2 separate regions of the Hordeum vulgare genome follow, and region 2 is linked to region 1. The links are chromatin contacts, called in public Hi-C maps. All regions are on one chromosome and are shown on one strand. Each heading gives the region's core, a stretch centred on a gene start, on an enhancer-like site or on the middle of the called end of the contact. The rest is flanking DNA. Distances are from core to core; before and after follow the strand shown.

The links. Hi-C and Micro-C count contacts between places; a contact is called where the count stands out from the background.
Region 2: a contact with region 1 is called in a Hi-C map of leaf, with 3 times the contacts expected there. The contact joins the promoter of LOC123452215 here to the promoter of LOC123452028 in region 1. A contact is called at or near these places in 5 of 6 Hi-C or Micro-C datasets (leaf and seedling).

What each region holds. Positions count from the first base shown.
Region 1 is chr1H:19,828,666-19,835,390 of MorexV3_pseudomolecules_assembly, forward strand. It overlaps LOC123452028 (legumin A-like), which reads left to right and starts at 4,085. Exons shown (of 3, transcript XM_045128635.1): 1 at 4,085-4,585; 2 at 5,956-6,685. The coding sequence starts at 4,390.
Region 2 is chr1H:20,118,513-20,125,237 of MorexV3_pseudomolecules_assembly, forward strand. It overlaps LOC123452215 (beta-hexosaminidase 1), which reads left to right and starts at 3,757. Exons shown (of 15, transcript XM_045128864.1): 1 at 3,757-4,147; 2 at 4,264-4,350; 3 at 5,134-5,169; 4 at 5,407-5,518; 5 at 5,629-5,699; 6 at 5,795-5,925; 7 at 6,074-6,090; 8 at 6,331-6,379. The coding sequence starts at 3,797.

The DNA.
Region 1 (6,725 bases), core at 2,835-5,334:
GCCAAGTGAAGATGTCACCCAAATATCCTAGGTCATCCAGGCCGCAATCGGACAATGCATCACTAAAGCCCCGCAAGCATCGAATCGGTCGTGAAGCACCCCCTTCCTTCTCATAGTTGTGCAGAATTTCGTTGAAGTCACCCGCTACAAGCCAGTGGAGGCTTATCATCGCATGTAGCTGCCTTAGATAGTCCCAGGTGAGGTGTTTTGTTTCTCAACTAGGTTCCCCATATAGACCCGTGAATCGCCATCCATCCGGGGAATTCTCATTGATGCGAATGTCGATGAAGTTTGCATGTATCTCCAATGACGTGACTCCCAAGTTAGCTTGCCAAAGCATCAATAGACCACCACTTCTTCCATCGCTTTCCGATACTGCCATTTGATAAAAGCCCAGACGTCTCATCAGTTTACCTGCCTTCGCTTTGTTCAGATGTGCCTCAGACAAGAAAAGCACATGTGGTCTTACTCGCCCGTGGATCCCCACGAGCGCACGCACTGCCGCATGCTTCCGTATCCCGCGGCAGTTCCAACACAGTAGTTTCATTGCGTTCGGTCGAGCTCCTTCTCGGAGCTCGCCGATATCTGATGACTAGCATCCATGACGGTATTACATCCTGTTCTTGATCGCTTTGAGTCCTGAGACGACACATCGTCCTCCTCCTCCTCATCTACAGCAGGGTTAGCTTCCAGATCATCCCTTGGTATTGTTCCCACAGCCGCAACCTCCAAGAGGAGAGGCAACTTCGAGTTATTAGGCTCTGTCGTCGGCACTTCGTATGTTAATCTCTTTCGAGATTTCTCACCTTCATACATTGTCCCAACTCCAACTTTGTGTGGGCTTCTAGCATCATCCTGTAAGTCCTTCGCCAAAGGCCTCCCACTCTCAGCTCTGCCCTGGGGGTAAAGCTTACTTCCCCCCGTAGCCTGCTGCCTTGGTCCTTGAGATTGACCCCCCGATCTAGCGGCAAGAATCCAGTCACCCCAGGCCATGGCCTCTTTGTCGTGCTTCCCATTACCATGCTCCAAGAATGTATGACCCATATGTCCACATACGTAACAAAACAACGGCATTTTCTCATAAAGGATGGAGTAATAAACTTTCCGTTGATTTTTGGTTATAGAGACAAACCTCATCAGTGGTTCATTGACATTCAGCCTGACTCGGACCCTGACGATCCTTCCATTACCCCATCTAGGGTTTAGCATGACACTCGATACCTCCCCAACTTTCCTGGTCAACGAGCGTACCACCTGTTCCTTCCTATACATAGGAGGTAGGTCAACTATTTGGATCCAAACTGCCAGTTTATCCATCGCCACCTCGTCAAATTTTGTAAATCCATCGTATGGTTCCATCAAAACCCCATGGTCCCTGAAGAGCCAAGGTCCTTCTTCTGTAATCCTCTTCCAATCGCCCATGCAGTTTACCGTGATCGAGAAGAGATTTGCTCCTAGCGCGCTGAAGGTAGCCCCCTGTGCCAGGCTCCAGGCCATGCGCATGCTCTCATAGAACGCTTCCCGGGAGAAGGGTTTCTCGGTATGAACTTTGGCTATCACTATGAACTCCGCTCCCGCAGTCTCCTCCGGGAACTCCTCTTCGAAGTTGAGATCGTCCTCCTCTCTCTCTTGCAGATTCAGTTTTCCTATCAGATCATCCAGACCCATCGCCTTATCCGCCATGGTCGTGCTACTCGCCGAAGATCTAGAGCCCGACGTCGCCATAAACAGCGGCACAACTCCGGCACAGGTCACGATCTCTACCCTGGTGCGGTTATATGGATGTCGTACCCCCGCTCCGGAGGGGAGTTGTAGTCAGATTGCAAGCAGGAACCCTAGACGTTTCCGCCAGGGGAGATAAACCCTAGGCTGCCGCCAGGGGAGTTGCTCGGCTTCGATTCTCTTAACCACGATCAATTTTAAAGCATGTCATGATGCCCAATGTATCGGTCAATCTAACAGCTTTAACATCGTCAATTTTTTTTATTGTGTGCAACGTCAAGCCCGATGGTATGTCGGGTTAATCCTCCTTTTTGAAAAAAATCCCTACCATAACCACGATCAACTTTAGAGCATGTCAGTCATTGGTATAAATGTTCATCTCAGCAGCCAACAACACGTCATATAAGCTCTTTAATGAAGTGTATGCTAACCGTATATAAAATAACTAAGCGGGTTCACCAGACGAACTTGTGCCTGAACCGTTGCTTCAAGTTTATACGATTTCATTCTCTCTCTTCTTTTATTATACGTCATGTCATCAAAATCATTTATGTGACAATTTAACAACGATGATCACGTGACTATTAGAGATGCCCTTATGATGCTCATCGTGTTGGTCAATCTTACGAGTTGACATTCTGTGCAAAGATGTGCAAACAAATTCTTTAATTAGATTTTGTATTTAAGAAAAAATATTTTTAAGTCCAAAGGACCAAAAATATTCCATTGGTGTTACATATTTGATGTAAAAAGATGATTAGTTATGAAAGTGTGTGGACCATGTTACATTGTGGCACACTTGCGAACATTATCATTTAGGTTTTAGAAGACGGCTAGTCAAGTCTATAATTAGTAAGCTTTGAATTAATTAAAAAATAAATTAAAATAAATAATTTTAATTAAGCTTCTAAAATAATTTTGATAGAGGACAACTTATTTTTAGAGGAAAACATTTTAAATCAATGGTTGATTTCTCCCTCCAGTAAACCGCCTCTTTTTCGCGCCACATGTCCCAGTGAAGCCCACGCATCGCATCCTTTCCAGGCTTATCTCCTATGCAATCTTCCTTCTCCACATGTTTCTCCCTTTTCCCCCTTTTCTAGACGCAGACACAACAACGCCGTGATCTAGGATCTCGTCGTCGACCAGGGGAAACTGCAACGTGAGTCCGCCATGGCGGCGGATCTGCAGTGTAGCAAGTTGCACGCGACCCGTGGAGCCGGAGCCCATGGATACTGTGTTGGAGCCCCCCGGGGCTGCAATGGAGCTCGGCCGGAGTTGCCATGGAGCTTCGTCGAAGCCATCGGCCTGCGTTGGAGCTCCGCCGGGGCTGCAATGGAGCTCGGTCGGAGTTGTTATGGAGCTTCACCGGAGCCGTCGATTTTGCGTTGAAGCTCCGTCAGGGCTTCAATGAAACTCGGTTGTAGTTGTGATGGAGCTTCGTTAGACCTGTCGGCGCTGCATTGGAGCTCCGTCGGGGCTGCAACGGAGCTCGCCGGACGCCCTCGGTGCTGGGTTGAAACTCCGCCAAGGCTTCGCTACTGCAGTGAAGCTGTCCAGATCCAACGACCACCAACATGCTAATCCATAAGCTGAACACGTTAATCTTAAAAAAAAAACCATCCGGTGATTCGTAGCAGCCGTCCCCTATTTTGAAAGACAAGAAAAGAACCGACCCTTATCTGGGTTGAGAGGCCGTGGCCCCTGCTGAGCTACATGTAGCTCTGCCAGTGGACCCGAGCCGCGAGCTGAGTGGGGAACAATTAACACCACAAACGCGTGACCACGGATCGATTCCTCCCACAACCATTCTACGTCAGAAAGAAATAGAAAGAAAAAAAAAAGGTTCCCGGTTCGTGCTCACGGGCGATGATGGGCACGTACGTACGTTCGCAAGCCCGTTGCGTCACTCAACTGCTCCCAGATGCAGAGGCTTCATCATCTTCCGAGCCGGGAATATCTTGCTACCCCGCAAAAACAACAAAAAAAAAAAAAGAAAAGATTTTGCTACGGTTTTCAGGACCCGTCCGCTCGACAGGCGCGCGGGGACGATTCCGGAGACAGACGTGCGCTTCCCCGTGCCCACGCCATACCCGTGTCGCGCCTTTTTCTTTTCTCTTCTTTTTTTTCTCCTTCTATATCTATAATCATGGCAAGATGAGAAATCCCGTGAAGTTTTTTCCTTTACTTTATTATTATTATTATTATTGTTTCCAAAAAAAGAGAGCCAATAATTCCTCAACTAACCAACAAACAAATGAAGAAGCCAGCTCCGTTCAACAGCATCCAAGAGAGAAAGTGCCCCTCGTCCACTGCCAAGCGGGCCCGGCGAACGGACCGGCGGGCCCCGGCAGTCAGCGCCGGGCGTCCCCAACGTCCGCTCGGGAGGGAGGGAGAACGGAAGGCGGTTAGTTAGTTGGTTCGTTAGCGGGGATAAGACGAACTCCCCCCGCTAACCACGGCCAGTTGGGCGGGGCTAAACACAATCCTAATCCAACTACCGGTAAAAAAAAAAAATTCCTTCTCTGGGGCTATAAATAGGCGGCGCCCGATCGATCGACCGATCCCACACCGCCTCATCGCACCCTCCTTCCTGCTCGCCACGGCAACCAGTTCCCCTTCCAGCCAGCCAACCAACCACCCTCTTTGATCGATCGTTCGGCGGCGATGGCGGTGGATCTGACCCCGAGGCAGCCGGCAAAGGCGTACGGCGGCGAGGGCGGCGCCTACTACGAGTGGAGCCCGGCGGAGCTGCCCATGCTCGGCGTCGCCTCCATCGGGGCCGCCAAGCTCTCGCTCGCCGCCGGCGGCATGTCGCTCCCCAGCTACTCCGACTCCGCCAAGGTCGCCTACGTCCTCCAAGGTGCGCATATACACCCGTCCCTCCCACCAATCCGTCTCCGGGCTCGGTCGATCCGTGCCGGGCTGTTCCCACCCCGCTCTGTTCGGTCCCCCGGATTTCCGGTTCGTGCATGGCCGCGTGTTTGATCGATCGACTCTGTTTGGTTCCACTCTCTGGTTTGGATCGGAAGTTTACCTTTTGCCTCCATCAACGATGAAATCGTGCTGGTTGTTTAGTTTCGTCGGTTCAGTTTAACAAGAAAACAGATACTGTTGCTCTACTTTACCGAATTGTAGAAGGTCGCGGGTTAATCGATCTTAGTTGGGTTCGATCCGTTGTGTGGATCGAATGCAGTCAACAGATTGGAGTCTGTTGGTTTCAGTCTCTGGTTTAGATCGGATGCAGTTGTGGATCGGAATTGGGCAGACTCGTCGCTCTCGTGATTTGTCTGTCGGCTGCACGGTGTGATCACTTCTGAAATCGTGCTAGTTGTTTAGTTTCGTCAGTTCAGTTTAACAAAAAAAAAAAAAAGTAGTTTTGCAGTACTTGCTGAATTTTATATTGTAGATGGTCGTGGATGAATAGAATTTGTTGGTTTTAGTCTGTTGTTTATATCGAATGCAGTAATAGATTGGAATTGAGCAGAGTCGTCGCTCTCCTAGATTATATATCTGTCGAATACATGAGCTCAGAAATCATGCTATAATTGTTTAGTTTCGTCAGCTTAACTGTCTGCATCACATCCCACTCATCTGGAATCAATGACAACACTAGTTTGTTCACAGCTACTCCCTCCGTCCCAAAATAAGTGTCTCAACTTTGTACTAGCTCTAGTACAAAGTTGTACTAAGCTTGAGATAGTTATTTTGGGACGGAGGGAGTATATCTTATTCTAGTACTTTATTGAATTATTCTCGTTATCGTTTTGATTAATTCCCTTTTGTTTAAGAGGTCGTGATCGTTCATCTCTCTTTATCAATTCAGCATGCCATAATTGTGTCCCAGCCTGTTGTTTTATTTAAATCCTTCTCTGATGTCACAACTTGGGCATCCATGACGGCCCCTCTAGTTTTAACACAAGAAATTTGTGATGATCCATGTCTGTTAGGAATTTCGTTGCTTAAATAAACTGTTGAAGAAATTGCTCAATGCAGTACTTTTTATTATGATGCCACCGTATACTATTGTCACATCATCTGTTTTAGGAATTTTGTTGCTGTTAATTTTTATGATCAACTGTTTTGATCATTTATAGCATGTACAGAGTAACTATCCAAATATTTGCCCCGTTTGGTATTTCGTTGCAGTAATTATTGGTAGTAATTTGTTGGAACATTCTTTCACTGCTTGCCAACTTTTGACTGATGCTGGTTTTTATCCCTAATTGATAGGCAAGGGAACCTGCGGCATTGTGCTGCCTGAGGCCACCAAGGAGAAGGTGGTCGCCGTGAAGGAGGGTGACGCTCTGGCGCTCCCCTTTGGGGTGGTCACCTGGTGGCACAACACCCCCGAGTCTGCCACTGAGCTCGTCGTCCTCTTCCTCGGCGACACCTCCAAGGGCCACAGGCCTGGCCAGTTCACCAACTTCCAGCTCACCGGTGCCAGCGGTATCTTCACCGGCTTCTCCACCGAGTTTGTCGGCCGTGCCTGGGACCTCAAGGAGGACGACGCTGCCAAGCTCGTCTCCAGCCAGCCAGCCTCTGGCATTGTTAAGCTCTCTGCCGGGCAGAAGCTGCCGGAGCCGGTTGATGCTGACCGCAAGGACATGGCCCTCAACTGCCTTGAGGCCAAGCTTGACGTGGACATCCCCAACGGTGGCCGCGTGGTGGTGCTCAACACGGTGAACCTGCCCCTGGTGAAGGAGGTTGGGCTCGGTGCTGACCTTGTCAGGATCGACGCCCACTCCATGTGCTCCCCGGGCTTCTCCTGTGACTCAGCGTACCAGGTGACCTATATCGTCCGTGGCAGCGGCCGCGTTCAGGTCGTTGGCCCTGACGGCAAGCGTGTGCTGGAGACCCGCATTGAGGGCGGCAGCCTCTTCATCGTGCCCCGCTTCCACGTCGTGTCCAAGATCGCTGATGCCTCCGGCATGGAGTGGTTCTCTATCATCACCACCCCCAAGTAAGAATGAGTACCTGAAACTGGTTGCCAGCATTGCATT
Region 2 (6,725 bases), core at 2,507-5,006, 290 kb after region 1:
AGATTAAGGGCTGGAGTATTAATATGGAACCTAATTTCAAGAAGAAGAAGAGAGAGCTTCTGCTCGAATATGATATTTTAGACGTGTTTTCGGAGAAAAACTAGTTGAGTGCAGAAGATAGAGATAGGATTAATGCTATCAAATCTGAACTGGATCTTATCTGGAAACAGGAGGAAACGACCTTTTGGCAGAGATCGAGGGATCGTAGTATTTTGGATGGGGATCGGAATAATGCATATTTCCATGCGCTTGCTAATAATAGACATCGTAAGAACCATCTTTCGGTGTTGGTGGGTGAGGATGGCCCTGTTCATTCTACTGAAGAAATGCTAGATGTAGCAACATCTTTTTATAAAAAGCTGTTTAGCTTCGAGCCAAAACGTAATATTAATCTGGGGGATTCTTTTTGGGAGGAAGGAGATCTGGTCACTATGGAAGAAAATGATTCTCTTCAAAAAGACTTTTCTGAAGAAGAGATTAAGGTTGCGATTTTTGGCAGTTATGCCCACGGAGCACCTGGTCCTGATGGGTTTTCTTTCCTGTTTTATCAGACCTTTTGGGAGGTGATTAAGCATGATTTTATGGCATTGGTTAGGGATTTTGAGAGGGGGGAGTTGGACATTCATAGGCTTAATTTTGCTTTGATTGTCCTCATCCCCAAGGAGCAGGATGCGCGAGATATGACCAAGTTTAGACCTATTAGTCTTAGTAATTGTTGTGTTAAGATATTCTCTAAAGCAATGACCAATAGATTGGCTCCTATTGGGCAGAGACTTATTTCTCCCAATCAAACTGCGTTTATCAAAGGGAGATATATTTTGGAAAGTGTGGTGATGGCTCATGAAGTGATCCATGAAGTTAAGAAGTCTGGGTCTCAGGGCCTCGTGCTTAAGTTGGATTATGAAAAAGCTTATGATAAAGTGAATTGGGAGTTTCTCTTTGATATGTTGCAATCTAGAGGTTTTGGGAATAGGTAGATTTCTTGGATTAAAAGTATTATGATCAATAGCACATTTAGTGTGAAAATTAATGATACTGTAGGTCCCCATTTGGGGGGGGGGCTTAAGCAAGGGGATCCCTCCTCCCCCATGCTTTTTAATTTGGTAACTGATGTGTTTACTAAAATGTTGCAAAAAGCTGTTGGTCAGAATTTAATTGCGGGGCTTTTGCCTCATATTATACCTGGAGGGGTGATTAGTTTACAGTATGCTGATGATACTATTCTCTTTCTAGAGAGTTCTGCAAATAAAGCTAGACACTTTAAGTGGTTGCTGACCTGCTTTGAAAACCTTTCTGGCTTGAAAATCAACTTCCACAAGAGTGATCTTATGACCATCAATGTGGAAGAAACTCTGGCTAAGGATTTTGCTCAGATTTTCTGTTGCAAAATGGGGAAATTTCCAATTAAATAGCTTGGAGTTCCCCTTCACTATGATAATCTTAGGAGGGAAGATATACAACCTATCATTGATAGGATCATCAAAAGTTTGTCTGGTTGGATGGGGAGATTTCTCACCTACAGAGGAAAAATTGTTTTGTTGTGTGCCTGCATTATTAGTATTCCTGCTTATCTCATGTCTATGATTAAGTTTCCTCAGTGGGTGATTACTTCCATTAATACTTAGATGGCTCATTTTTTCTGGGGGGATCTTGAGGATCAACATAAATATCATTTAGCTAAATGGGGTCTGATTACTAGGAAGAAAGAATTTGGGGGGTTGGGTATTCCTAATCTTAAAGAGTTCAACATGTCCTTATTAGCTTCACGGGGGAAACGTTTTCTTGATGATTCTGATAAAGACCGGAAGAAGATTATTAAATATAAATATATGCAGAATTCCAGCAACATCTTGTGGTGTGGGAATAATCATGGTTCTTCCTTCTGGAAGAGTATTACCTGGGCCCTGGGTGGGGCTAAAATATTCTATAGATGGAATTTGGGGGATAGTGAATCTATTAAATTTTGGGAAGATGTGTGGGTTGGGGAATATTCCCTTAGAACACAATTTTGGCCTTTATATGATATTTGTAATCAGGTGGATTGCAGTGTTGCCCAGGTCTGGGATGGCCATATACTTAGGTTGTCGTTTAGACGATGTGTTGATCAGGCAGGACTGGCTCTGTGGAACCAGTTGGTAGAAGTGGTTAAGCAGTCAAGGCTGTCTGGTAACCCGGATAAGCCTTTTTGGAGACTTGAATCAAAAGGTGTATATACAGTTAAGTCATTTTATCATCAGATTAACTTTGGGGGTGTGGTTTCTACCACATGATCGAGTCTATGGAAAGTGATATGTCCCCAAAAAATTCATGTTTTTCTGTGGTTATGTGCGCATAATAAGGTGTTAACTAGAGACAACTTAGAAAAACGTAGACCTGTTGATGATACTTCTTGCCTCTTCTGTAGCTGTAAAGAAACGGTGCAACATCTTTGGTTTGATTGTATCGTTGCTAGACAGGTATGGGGTTTCCTTGTGGAAACACTTAATATCCAAGACATTTTAAGTTTTGATGATGCGATTGTACTTTGGAGGAGGGATCATAAGAAGAATCGTGTGCTTAATATGATTATTGCTGCCTCCCTTTGGAGTGTTTGGAAACTTAGGAATGAAATGTGTTTTCAGGGGCGAGTTTGGAGAAATGTCAACTGCATTCTTGCAAAGCTGGGGATTCATCTCGATCAATGGAAGATCTTGCTCTCGGCGCGCTCAAGCAGAACTAATCCGTGGATTCATCAGGCAATTGGACAGACGGCGAGGGGAGCTTCTTCGCATTGCCTGGAGATGACCGTGGAGGGGCGAGATTAGGTGTTAGGCCTTTTTTCCTTTGAGTCTGTTGAACTCCCCAGTTTGGTGGCTATTTTGGCTTGCAATAAGTTCCAGCGTACTTTGGTTGTGAGGTATTGTTTAGGCTGCTGGTAGTTGGAGTTTCGTTGCTCTTTGTTCAGGATCTTTGCTTGCTTCATTTTAATAAAATGGGGCAGGGGGAAACCCCTTTCATTTTAAAAAAAAAACCCGGAGGAAGTAGATGTTAAATATCGCAGTAGAGAATGTAACAAAAATGGCTCACACTTTAGCTGCGCATGGCGCGTGTACGAGGAACGGGTGCCTAGAAACCTGGATGGGTCAATTCCGAGAGTTTGTAACAGAAGTTGTAGCTGGCGACGTGCCCGGCGTATTAAGTTAGTTAATGGATTGCTATGTTTTCCTTTAAGAAAAAACATGTAAGTTCACCGTGAAATGGAACACTACATGCATGCGTGTGGTCTTGTGTGGATCTTGGCCGCACACAAGATGCCAAAGCCGCCCATGCATTTTGAAGGACACGCACGAAGCTAGCCCAGATGCTGCTGCCGGTGAGAGAGACGCAAAGGCCAACAACACACGAGGGGGACGCAGTCACTAGTTGCGTTGCGTGGCGTGGTCACCGGCGCTGGTAGGTCCCGTGAGCTGGCGCGGATCATTGACCCCCCGGCCCGGCGTGCCACCACCTGGTTGTTGGCCGCTGTCTCTGTCTGTCTGGCCCGCTTCGCGCAAGACACCCCCGCGTCACCTGTATTTCCGTTCCACTCCATCCGTAGCTCTACGGCAATCCCTATCCATATGAGCTACTCTACTACAGTAGTACTACTCGCTAGCAAGTGACTGGACCGTAACGCGATACGCGAAACCACCAAGGGGCCAAACGAAAAACCGCTCGCATCTCGCGCCACATATACATACATTAACCTCGACGAGATGATTCTCTCACCCAACCACAATTTAAAACCCCGAGAATCATCCCTACGGATTTTACGAAAATGCCCCCGGAGCTCCTCGCTTGCCTCTTCCTGGCCCTCGTCGCCGTCTCCGCCTCCGGCGCGGCGGCGGCCCGGCGCCACCCGACCCCGGCGAACTCCACCGCCACGGGGAACCCGGTGTACATCTGGCCGCTGCCGAAGAACTTCACCTCCGGCACGCGGACCCTCGCCGTCGACCCCGACCTCGCGCTCGACCCGCGGGGCCCCGGCGGCGGCGCCTCGGCCGTCGCCGAGGCGTTCGGGAGGTACAGGTCCCTCATCTTCTCCCCGTGGGCGCACGCGGCCCGCCCCGCCTCGGCGGGGTACGACGTCGCCACGCTCACCGTCGTCGTCGCCTCCGCCGATGAGACGGTACGGCTGCTCTGTTCCTAGTGTTGCTATGCTCCGAGGTTTGGCTGTCGCTTGCTTCATCTGGGTAAGGGCGCGACGCCAGCGTGAGTTCTCTCCATTTTTTTTCTGGGATGCAGCTGGAGCTGGGAGTGGACGAGAGCTACACGATCTACATCGCGGTGGCGGGCGGCGCCAATTCCATCGTCAGCGGAGCAACCATAGAGGTGGTGTTTCTTCTCTTCCATTCCATCAGATACCTACGTTTTGAGTGATTTGATGAAATGCTTTGAGAGAATTTCAGCAAAATTCTCTCAAAATTACTCGTTGGTAGTGAGTAGATGTGGGGGCTGTTTTCCTGCAGATGCAGCATAATCTAATAATACAGTTTCTGTTTGGATGAACTTTTTTCGTTGGGATTTGGGCTAAAGCTTGCACATATTTTCGTGTGTTGTGAAATGTGGAAGCGAGCCTTTTCCGTTGGGAATTGGGCTAGATTTTTCCGTTGTAATTAGTTTCCTGTGTTTAATCGTGGAATGATGAATCATCATGATGTTTACTACTACAGAATTGGAACTAATAATTTGGATTGGAGGGCGTGGTACTCCATTTGCTATACATCTTGTGCATCTTTGATCTTTACATGCATGTAATGAACTCTAGGCACAAAACACTTTGACCTTGGGTTATCTTACGAGCAGCTGAGCAGCTGCCACGGGGAATGCTCACATTGCTATACATTACATCAATTGGATTTAAGTGATGGTCAATGGCTGTGGAGCACTTAACGACTACGGTTAGTTTCTGGCAATAGTACAGTGACAGGTGTTTGTATCTCAACTTAGTCCTTTTACATAAGACATTCTAACAGGTCTGTTAGATGCATGAGTTTTGACAATTGGAAATTAGTTTTGTCAGGAAGAAACTTATTTATATTTATAGAATTGTTCCACCTCTCTTCTATATGCACAAGCATAGTGTCACTGAAGCTAGTTTGTCTGCCCTTGTAGGCTAATACCATATATGGAGCTATTCGCGGATTAGAGGTATGGCCATGTTTTGCAGAATTTGAGATTTGAGGGACCCCCATTTGTATATATCTACGTTAATAACCTGCTACTTGTACACCTGTTTTACCATCTTTGAAGGGCTAGTTAGAGCTCATAGAATCTCCTGTGTGTGAGAATATTGGTCATAAGCACTCACTTGAAGATGCCTTTGGTCTGATTTATCCATTCACTAACCAGCATTACAATTTCCCCCCTTGTTGGATTATTTGACAGACATTCAGTCAGTTATGTGTTTTTAACTACGACACAAAAAATGTTGAAGTGCGCTATGCACCATGGTACATTCAGGATGAACCACGCTTTGCCTTCCGTGGCTTGATGCTAGGTAAAGTATCAATTACTCTAAGGCTTAAGCTAATATGACTGGGTAATTGACTGCAATGTAAATGGAGAATGGCATGATGATTAGTCTTCCCTCTGTCACTTCTGTTGCAGACACCTCAAGGCATTACCTCCCAGTTGATGTGATAAAGCAAGTCATTGACTCCATGTCATTTTCTAAGCTGGTAACCTATTATCTTTGGGATCATGCCAGTAGTTTACCTGAATTACCTCTCCTTCCTCCATAGCTTCATACTCAAACTAGAGTTGTGTCCAGTAGAACGTTCTTCATTGGCATATCATCGACGAACAATCTTTTCCATTGGAGATACCATCATATCCAAATCTATGGAAGGGTTCATATTCAAAATCAGAGCGGTACACAGTGGAAGATGCACGCTATATTGTCAGGTATGTAAAGTTTGTAATTTAACTTTGTATTTTATAATATTCTTTATATATTCTATTGTCAAGTTTTTTTATTTCACTTATGTACCTGACTGATCTTTTCTAATTGTTTTCACCGCGACTTCTCATCTGCAACTTCACAATGCTAAAGTTATGCTAAGAAAAGAGGTATGCTCTAGTTGATGAATTTTCTTGTCATCTTACTGTGTTCTAAAAAAATATATTTAAGAAATACAGATATGCAAAGGAAAGACACACTAATTCTGTAGAAAGTTACGAGGGATCATATATGTTAATTACACACTGACATGTTTACCGAACTCTTCATCATGTGTTCCTTAATGCTTGTGCAAACAATTAGTCTGCTGAAAAGGCTTCACGTTTTTACTATTATTTTACTTCTCTCAGGTATTCATGTCATGGCGGAGATTGACGTACCTGGTCATGCAGAATCATGGTGAGTTTGCCTGTAGACTTCATGATACTGTATTATGTTTGGATACCTTTTTTTTTTCTCGGTTGGTCCGTAATGTAAACCTAGTTACTCCTGTACAAAATATTAAAAAAAAGCACCTGTTGTTTTGTATATCATTTAGCTGCAAAGTTTTGTTTAACCAAACAGGTTGTTGCTCCAGGCTCCCATGATTGAGTACATCAATATTTAATCACTATTTGTGCTATCTGATTAATTAGATGTATTACACACTTGTGTATCCAACTACCCAAGCAACTGAAGATTTAGTAAATAGGTTACCTGACTACGCAAGCAATCATTGCAGATTAAATGTTTTATTTTTCATGGT